Linked DNA regions of Mus musculus: region 1 is linked to region 2. The links are chromatin contacts, called in public HiChIP or PLAC-seq maps. All regions are on one chromosome and are shown on one strand. The core of a region is the stretch at or near the end of the contact, and the rest is flanking DNA. Distances in the headings are between cores, read along the strand shown.

The links. HiChIP or PLAC-seq counts read pairs in DNA pulled down with a chosen protein or histone mark.
Region 1: an H3K4me3 HiChIP or PLAC-seq map of stem cell-derived neural progenitor cells shows a contact between it and region 2, with 5 times the contacts expected there. The contact joins the promoter of Nsmce2 here to the promoter of Atad2 in region 2. A contact is called at or near these places in 3 of 39 promoter capture datasets (hematopoietic stem and progenitor cells, liver and pre-B cells), 1 of 484 Hi-C or Micro-C datasets (embryonic stem cells), 4 of 115 datasets of contacts at active chromatin or transcription factors (astrocytes, embryonic stem cells, pancreatic cancer cells and 1 more) and 1 of 9 other capture datasets (liver).

Annotation. Positions count from the first base shown.
Region 1 is chr15:59,371,135-59,375,636 of GRCm38.p6, reverse strand. Nsmce2 (NSE2/MMS21 homolog, SMC5-SMC6 complex SUMO ligase) reads right to left here and starts at 1,439. Exons shown (of 7, transcript NM_026746.3): 1 at 1,282-1,439. It overlaps Washc5 (WASH complex subunit 5), which reads left to right and starts at 1,450. Exons shown (of 29, transcript NM_153548.3): 1 at 1,450-1,596.
Region 2 is chr15:58,133,149-58,137,243 of GRCm38.p6, reverse strand. It overlaps Atad2 (ATPase family, AAA domain containing 2), which reads left to right and starts at 2,162. Exons shown (of 28, transcript NM_027435.2): 1 at 2,162-2,437. The coding sequence starts at 2,270.

The DNA.
Region 1 (4,502 bases), core at 190-2,689, 1.2 Mb before region 2:
ACAAGCCAGAAAGCATGCCTTCACCAGACACTGAATCTGATGGTAAGTTGGCCTCGGGAATTCTCAGCCTCTACGACATCAGTTTCTGATGCTTTTGAAACTACATAGATATAGTATTTCATTTATTGACATCTGAACATTCTAACACTATTCCTTGGGGATTGGTTTAACCTAGGGTTTGGAGGTTTAACACCTCCCCCAGGGAACTTCTAACATCACGTGGGGGCATTTTTGACTGTGGCACTGGAGGGGGGTTGGGGGGTGTCACAGACCAGCATCTATGGAATTGATAGAATTCTAGCAAGTACAGTACAGTCTCTCACCACAAGGAATCATCTGAAGACAAAGCGTAATCATCACATTAGTTAAGAAACACTGATTTACACCAACCCCTTCTTGGATCCTCTTTCCAATAACACCGATCTTTTTGTTACCAGTACCTATAGCCTCCAAGACAATCTACAACAAAGTTAAGCACTTCCTGAAGTCTCACCAAGTTATTGGGCTCAGCACACTATTTTGCTTCCCTTATATTCATGAAAGAGTTGCTGTCAAGTTAAGCCAGTTTTAAATAGGAAAACACGTTTCTGCACAGCATTACAGTAGGCATAGAGCAAACCAAAAGTTCGACCGCCTTTAAATCCAAGGTGATCTCATACGACAAGAGTTGAAGTGTCTCCGTTTTCAGCATGCATACACCCTTCTCTCTGAAACCTTCCCTCGCCCACGGCTCCTCCTCTTCCACACGCCTTCTCAGTTCCTAACACACATCTCTACTATATAACTTAATACGGCTAATTGCCGACTTCTACCATTCCTTCATGCTGGGATCTCCTTAAACTGGAACATGCATTAGAAGATATAAAACGTCGCCTCACAAAAATGAAATGAGCAGGACTAAATCCGTTAAGTTACCAAAGTAATAATAAAAACTACTACCATTTCCGGGTCACCACCAACATGCCCGTGCCCAAGAAGGTTGCCTCCCGCCCCGCTTCCCCCCTCTTTTTTCACACCGAGGCTACCACATCCCTTCACCTGCAGAAGTGAAATGGCACCTGTGGCCTTGAGTCCATCTGAGCTACCTGTTCATGCCTCAGTTTCAAAAGTCAGTTCTAAACAGTTTGTTTTGTTTTGATCACATAACCTGTGATCATATGTGAGCATAACCCGCCTCCGTCTAGTTGCTGCGGGTGAAGAGGCTCAGGCCCAGGTCCCCAGAGCACAGAGGGAGGCGACAACGCCGGCTAGACCCCTATCACGGTTCCTCCTGGATCTTACCTGGCTGTCCCACCTAGCTCGGTGATATCTAGCCGAACGTCGCACGCCCAGACCCCGACTCCTTTCCTCAGCCCACTTCTGTGGCTGAAACGACCCGCGCGCGCTCTGCGTCATCACTTGGCGCCCGCGAGCGATCACATGATGCCCGGGCCCGGGCCGCCGCCCCTTGGTCACGTGACGGGCTAGGGACTCCAGGACAGAAACCCGGGTCCCGGCAGCTGACGCTCTGCGGCCCGGGACTCTAGGGGGATCCCTGGGGTGGGAGACGGGGACCGGGGCGCCCAGTCCACGCGGCCAGCGTCGGACGGCTGACAGGTGAGTCGGAGGCGGGCCTGCGGGTTCGAGGTCCATTCCTTCCCCCGTGGGCCACGTCCGGTACTGTCCCCGGAGCCAACGGGAAAACCTAGGGCTTGCAGGGTTGGGGTTGCACGCCTGATGTTCACCCACGCCTTCATGGAAATCGCTCTTGCATGCTTCTTTGAAGCTTTTGGGGTGATGCTCAGCTACTTGGCCCATAGCTGAGCTTGCAAGTTTCTCGGAGCGGTGCCTTGCTAATGTGGCTGATCTTGCACTTACTCTCCAGAAAATCAAGTAGTCACTGGAGTGATGATGGGCGAGAGCGCGCGGGGGGGTGGGGGGGGGGGTGGGGGGGGGAATAAAAGTCCTGTCGCTCACTGTGAGTTTGTGCAAGTCGTTCCTCTATACCCTAGTCTCCCTCACCTGAGACATGGTGCTGTAGTCCTTGTATTGGGGGCAGGTAGTTCTACTGGGTCCTGATTCTTCTATGATAGGAAATTTAAAAGTTGGACTCATAAAAAAAGAAAAGAAAAGTTGGACTCTTGATTTCTATATAGATGAGGGATAGTGAAGGAGTTTTATTATCTCTAACCACAGCCAGGGACTCTTTCCTTAGGTCTGCTGTTCTCACTTGTGGGTTTCATGACCCCTTTAGCAAACCTGTTTCCATAAACGTTTACATTATGATTCTTAACAGTAGCAAAATTATAGTTACTAAGTATCAATGAAAATGATTTTATGGTTGGGGTCACCACAACATGTATTAAAAGGTCAGGAAGGAAAGTTGTCTTAGATGTTAAGAATTAATGAATCAGGACTTGAGAGATGGGCCCAGTGGCTAAGACTGTTTGTTTTTCCTGAGGCCCCGGGTTCAATTCTAAGTACCCATGTGGTGACTCTCAACTATCTATAACTCCAGATCCAGGGGATCCAACACCCTCAGACATCCATGCAGGCAAAACACCAATGGACACAAAATAAATATAATTTTAAAAATTCATGAGTCACATTGGGGTGATCCAGCTTATTCCAGAACTTTTCTGGGACAGCCTCTGTTATGGATTTGAGACTGCTTTCTTTAGGGATCTGAGGTTTTGTGAAAAGAAGAAAAAATCCATCTGCTTTTGTCCTCTACACTTTAATTTTCTAAAGATATTTTGTTCTGTACTTACTGGGTAACAGATGCCATTCTTGAAAACACGTTCCTTTGACAAGGGGTTCTTCCTATTTAAAAAAAAAAAAAAAAAAAAAAAGTTACATGCCAAGATCCTAAAACTAAAGCTGCCATACTTTGTAACCTATAAAGTAATATTAAGAAGGGAATTAAGATCTGTGGTTCTGTTCCGTGCCATTAACAATTCAGTTCAACCCAGAGTTAGAGTACTGGTGTTTGCAAGTGCTCTTTGTATGTGTTGGCTAACTTATGTCTCCTGCTCTCAGTAGTGTATAGACATCATGATAACTGGAGCTCAGGGTTCTGCACTACTGTATCTTCAGATCCTAAAACAGTGCTTGGTCTGCAGCTAAGGCCACACTATTAAATTATTTATCAGTTGAGTGTTAGAAGGCTAATATGAAAGTAGAGGTTGTCATTTTTCAAAACGTTTTATTATTTGTGAATCATCACAAATCACATCATGCATCCCAGTCCCACTTATCTCCTCATCCTCTCACCTTTTGCTCTTACAGCCCCTCCTCCAAAACACACACACAGCATAGAGAAACATCTCATTGTGGAAGCTGTAGTGTGTCTCACAGTATATCCCTCTCTCCACACATTTTCACTTGCAAATGTTCATCACAGTGAGTCATTGGTCTCTGGCCTCTGTGACACCATCAGTGTTGGATCCTCACTGGGACTCCTCCTGGTTATCCTGGTGTTGTTCTGTGGCCATTGATAAAACTTTAATAAGGTTCATCACTCAGAAACCCCAGAAGTATTCTATTTTATTCATCATCTCCCTAACTGTTGATAGCAACACAAAGGGACGTACAAATGTGAGTGCTCCTGATGCTGAAAACGAAGCTGGCTTCCTAGAAGGCGATGGATGACGATGTAGCTAAGTGGGTACAGTTTGTGACTCGCCCCATTTCCTTGCCCATCGTTTGGTTAGGCTGTTGCTTTCTTCGTCTACTTTCAAGATCCTGTGAACATTTCTGAACTCAATCCTCCTGTCCACCTTCTTGTTTCAAATCTGACTTCCAAATTATTTGTCCTAGAAAAGGTTTTAACTGTTATATTCTAAAGTGTCTTTTTTTTTTTTAATAGCTTCATGGTGACTTTCTCAAAATCTGGCTTCCTAGATCTTGAACCTACGAAATATCACCCAGCATAATCTGAACACTCACCCAGCAGTAGTCAGTAAAAGACCCAGCCTCTAGCAAATGGCTGGTCCCCTGTTTATCCTGACCACACTCTCTAGCACTCCTATCTTTTATGATTCTTTGCTCTGGGTCTTCCTGCCCAGCATACTGCAGGCTGCTCATAGGGGCAGAGATCACTTCTTATAGTCTTCATACTGACTCACGTTCCATGCAGATTAACACCATTTACCTCCTATATATTTACTGCAGATTTCCTCAAGACCAGTGTGGTGGTTTGAATAAAAATGGCTCCCTTAGGCATGTAGAGGGTGGCATTATTAGCAGGTGTGGCCTTGTTGGAGGAATTATGTCACTGGAGGCAGACTTTCAGAAGCTCAAGCTGTGTCTTCCTGCTGCCTCCAGATCCAGATGTAGAACTCGCAGCTACCTCTTCTCTGCAGCACCATGTCTGTCTGCCTATATGCTGCCATGCTTCTCACCATGATAATGGACTGAACCTCTAAGGTGTAAGACAGCTCCAATTAAATGTTTTCCTTTATCAAAGTTGCCATGGTCATGGTATGGTATCTCGTCACAGAAATAGAAACCCTAACTAATCA
Region 2 (4,095 bases), core at 913-3,412:
ATGGCTAGGCCGCTAAGAGCACTGACTGCTTTTCCGAAGGTCTTGGGTTCAAATCCCAGCAACCACATGGTGGCTCAGACCCATCCATAATAAGATCTGATGGCCTTTTCTGCAGTGTCTGAAGACAGCCAGTTATCACACTTGAAGCAGGTCCAGGTGGAGTCTGTTACACATAATAAATAAATAAATCTTAAAAGAAAGAAAGAAGGAAAGAAACTCTTGATTCAATCCCAGGCACCACATAAATGGTGTGATGGTACAGATGTGTAATTCAGCACTCAAGGGGTAGAAAACAGGAGTATTATAGATGAATATCAAGGTCCAACTAAATGCCCACTGGGATCTCCAGTTTCTTCTGCCTCAGAACAAAGAATTGAGACAGGGATATGTGGATAGTGGTAGAAACAGAAACTGCTACTACATACATACATACACACGTTTTGTTTTAGAAAAAAGTTTTTTTTGTGTGTAGTCTTATAAACCAGGCTGGCCTACTACTCATGAGATCCACCTGCCTCTGCCTCCTGAGTGCTGGGATTAAAGGCGTGAATGAACCACCACTGCCAGCTACAGAAACTGTTTATTAAGAGAGTACCTCAAATCAAAATGGGCCAGGGCTGGAAAGGTTAGAAGTTCAATGGAATCTGTTCCTATTGAATTGGGACATTTATATCTCTTGTTTAACAAAGCTTTTTATTTATTTATTTTTAATGCCAAATGGCCTCTGTATCAATTAAGAATGACAGAGGTGATTTATCTGTTACGTAGACAGCCACCCTGGGCTACTCCATGGTGATCTTGATGGCTTTGTTTGGGGCAGAGGTTGTCAGTCTTCCACCACCAGCTGCCACAGAGGGTCCTATCATCGGCCTTATGTCAGACCCAGAAGGTCTGAGAGATTTTTCTGCGGAGGAGGAATTCTGGGGAGCTGAGGTACCTTTGCAAGGCAGGGTAGAGCAGTCAACCCGTGTCCACAGTTTGGACTGGGCTCTGGCAGTGGGTGAGGGATGGGGTAGTTCTTTGCCAAGTGGCCAGTTAGCATCTGGGAAGCAGGTCCAGGTGGAGTCTGTTACTGCTCATCTTCCTCAGCTGAGGCTAGCAGAGCTGGTATTGTCTGCCGGGGGAAGCCATTTTCATGAAACACCTTAAAATGTCAGTCAGAAGCCGGGCGTGGTGGCACACGCCTTTAATCCCAGCACTTGGGAGGCAGAGACAGGCAGATTTCTGAGTTCGAGGCCAAGCCTGGTCTACAGAGTGAGTTCCAGGACAGCCAGGGTTATACAGAGAAACCCTGTCCCGAAAAACAAAACAAAACAAAAAAAAAATAAATAAATAAGTAAATAAATAAAATAAAAATGTCAGTCAGCAGATCTCTTTGAGGGGTTTGAGAGCCATCATATAATCTATTATGTATACCCCTAATTAAAAAAAAAATGTTGCATTTAATTACTTTTTTTACGCTTAACCTTGACAAAATAGACACAGCAAAAGCTTGTCTCTGTAAATGAATTACATTTGTACCTAGCACGACTACAAACCATTCTGAGCACAGGAAAGAATTTGATCATTTATAAGGTGACTGGCCATTAACTTTATGTCGTAATTACTTTACAAGTTAGCTTTTTTTTTTTTTAATCCCGGGTAAGTTTATATGACTCATTCTATCCCAATAGCTGTTGCCAGTTCTTTTAGCTGTCTTTAAGGACCATTATATTTTCTTTCTTTCGTGCAGTTTATTTTTGTTAGTTCATCAATAAAAACCTCTTCAAGTCTCAAAGTCAAACCTATCGGAGGCAAAGTGCTTGGTTTAAGGACCTTTTTTTTCTGGCGTTTGAAGCCTAGATGGCGGGAAGCCGCCGGCAGGGAGCCAAAGGGCCCTTCCGCCTCCACGCGCCAAAATTCCAAACAAGACGCTGCACCGCTCTCTCCGTCTCCTTCCACTGAGGGCGGAGAGCCGGAACTACAGCTGGAAGAACGACGTCGCAAATTCCTGTGAGGGGGCTCGACGCGGTTCGCTGGCGCCTCGGTTCGCGTCGGCTCCGGTTCCCGCGCTCTTCGGATTGGAGGAGAATTTCGGGTTCGTCGATCTGGGGGTGGGGTCAGGAGGCGTGGCCGGCGGCGGAGGGATTCGGCGCGCGTACGCTGCGGCCGCTGGGCGCGCAGTTTGTGGCGCCAGAATTCAGAGCGCGTGAGCGCCTGAGCAGCCTCCTCCGGAGCCAGGTTCTCCACTTCCCCCGCCTCGGGTTCCGGCTTCTGCAAGCGGGGCACCATGGTGGTCCTCCGCAGCAGCCTGGAGCTGCACAGTCGCTCCACCACCTCCTCGGCCACCGACTCTCTGGACCTGTCCAGTGAGTTCCTCAGCCTGCAGGACAGCGGCGGGAGGCGGCCCAGATTGCGCCGAGCCGGGAGGAAATCGACGGCGTCCAAGGCGGCGGGCGTGAGTACCGACCTAGGGCGGGGAGCTTTGGGCCCCGGGTTGGAGACGCGCGCCCCGCTCTGGGGTAGTGGGCTGTCGTGGACCAGCGAGGTGGAAGGTTCTGGAAAGACAGAACTGGCTGGAAGCGGGCAGAGCAAGTTGGTCGCCACCTCTTTCTACGCAAGAGGAAACCTAGAGCCGAAGCGCTGCGTAGGGCCGAGCGGAGGAGCTTTGGGCCGACCTTGTGCTCCCCCCATCACCTCCTTCCCGGTTCCTTCCCCGGGTCGCGTCAGTCAGGGGAGTGCGAACCCCCTGACTGCTGGAGCGCGTGCACGGGAGCATCTTGAGTTGTGGGCCCAGACAGTAAAGAGTCCACTGACCTCCATGTACGGTCCAGGGAGGTTCCATCGTGAGACTCAAGCGAAGTAAAATATCAGGTTGCATAATATGGAGGGACGAACGGCGACATTGCGTGGTTGCACTTTAAGTCTCTTGACAAGCCTTAGAGGACCTTCTGGTTGGTGGTTATCGGTGTGACAGATGAAGACATGGGCTCCAGAAAGGTAAACAGAGAGTGGTAGACAGTTCTGGAATTGGAACTTCGGTTTTTTGTGCCTCCCACAGCTTTCCTTTTCTGGCAGCTTCATGCTGCATTTACAGTCTCTGTAGTGGGAGGTTTGCAAATGCTTCTTGCCCATCACTGGGACCAGTGCGGAGAGATTACACATCGCCCGGCTTCGGCGGTGGTGGAAGGGGGACAGCGGGGACAGCGTTCACCAAAAAGGTTGAGGTTGAGGAAGAAACACTAAAGTTTCCGAAACCGGTAGTGATGGTCCGGTTGCAGTGAGGGAGTAGGAAAACAGACGCGTAGCTGGTCAGGAGACTGGAAGTCTGATCAGGAGCGCTGCGCTGGGAGTGACACAGCAGTGTCCACTTAGTTCAGACAACCCTAATCTTGTATTGGCACTATATAAAGTGAATCACTTGTAGACAGACGTAGCTTCCTTGGGGACTGGGATGAAACAGTCTTCGTTTGTTTGCTTTGTTTTGGTTTGGTTTTTTTTTTTTTTTTTTTTTTTTTTTTTTTTTTTTTGAGACAGGGTTTCTCTGTGTAGCCCTGGCTGTCCTGGAACTCACTTTGTAGACCAGGCTGGCCTCGAACTCAGAAATCCGCTTGCTTCTGCCTCCTGAGTGCTGGTATCAAAGGCGTGCGTCACCACACCCGGCTTATATTTTTGAAATGAAGTCCTCCCTTCTATAAATCAAGGTATTTTTGTAGAGCTTCTAATTAGAGGCTAATTAGGGGTGTTATATCGGATTTTCCTCAAGGACGACAGATTCATATTACAAAACACCATCTATACCAAGCATAAAATAGCTTTGTATTTGAAAAGTTTTATAAACTGGGGGCTTTATATTTAGTCCCATGTAAGTAAAAATGTATGTTTCAAAAACTTAACTCTCAGCCAGGCGTGGTGGCGCACGCCTTTAATGAGGCCAGCCTGGTCTACAGAGTGAGTTCCAGGTCAGCCAGGGCTACACAGAAAAACCCTGTCTCCAAAATCAAAAAACAAAAAAACTTAACTCTCTGCTTACCCTAGTCTTTGAATATTTCTTAATTTCCAGTCACATATTTTTCAACAGATGGTAGAGATACAGATACAGATGGTACTTTGGAT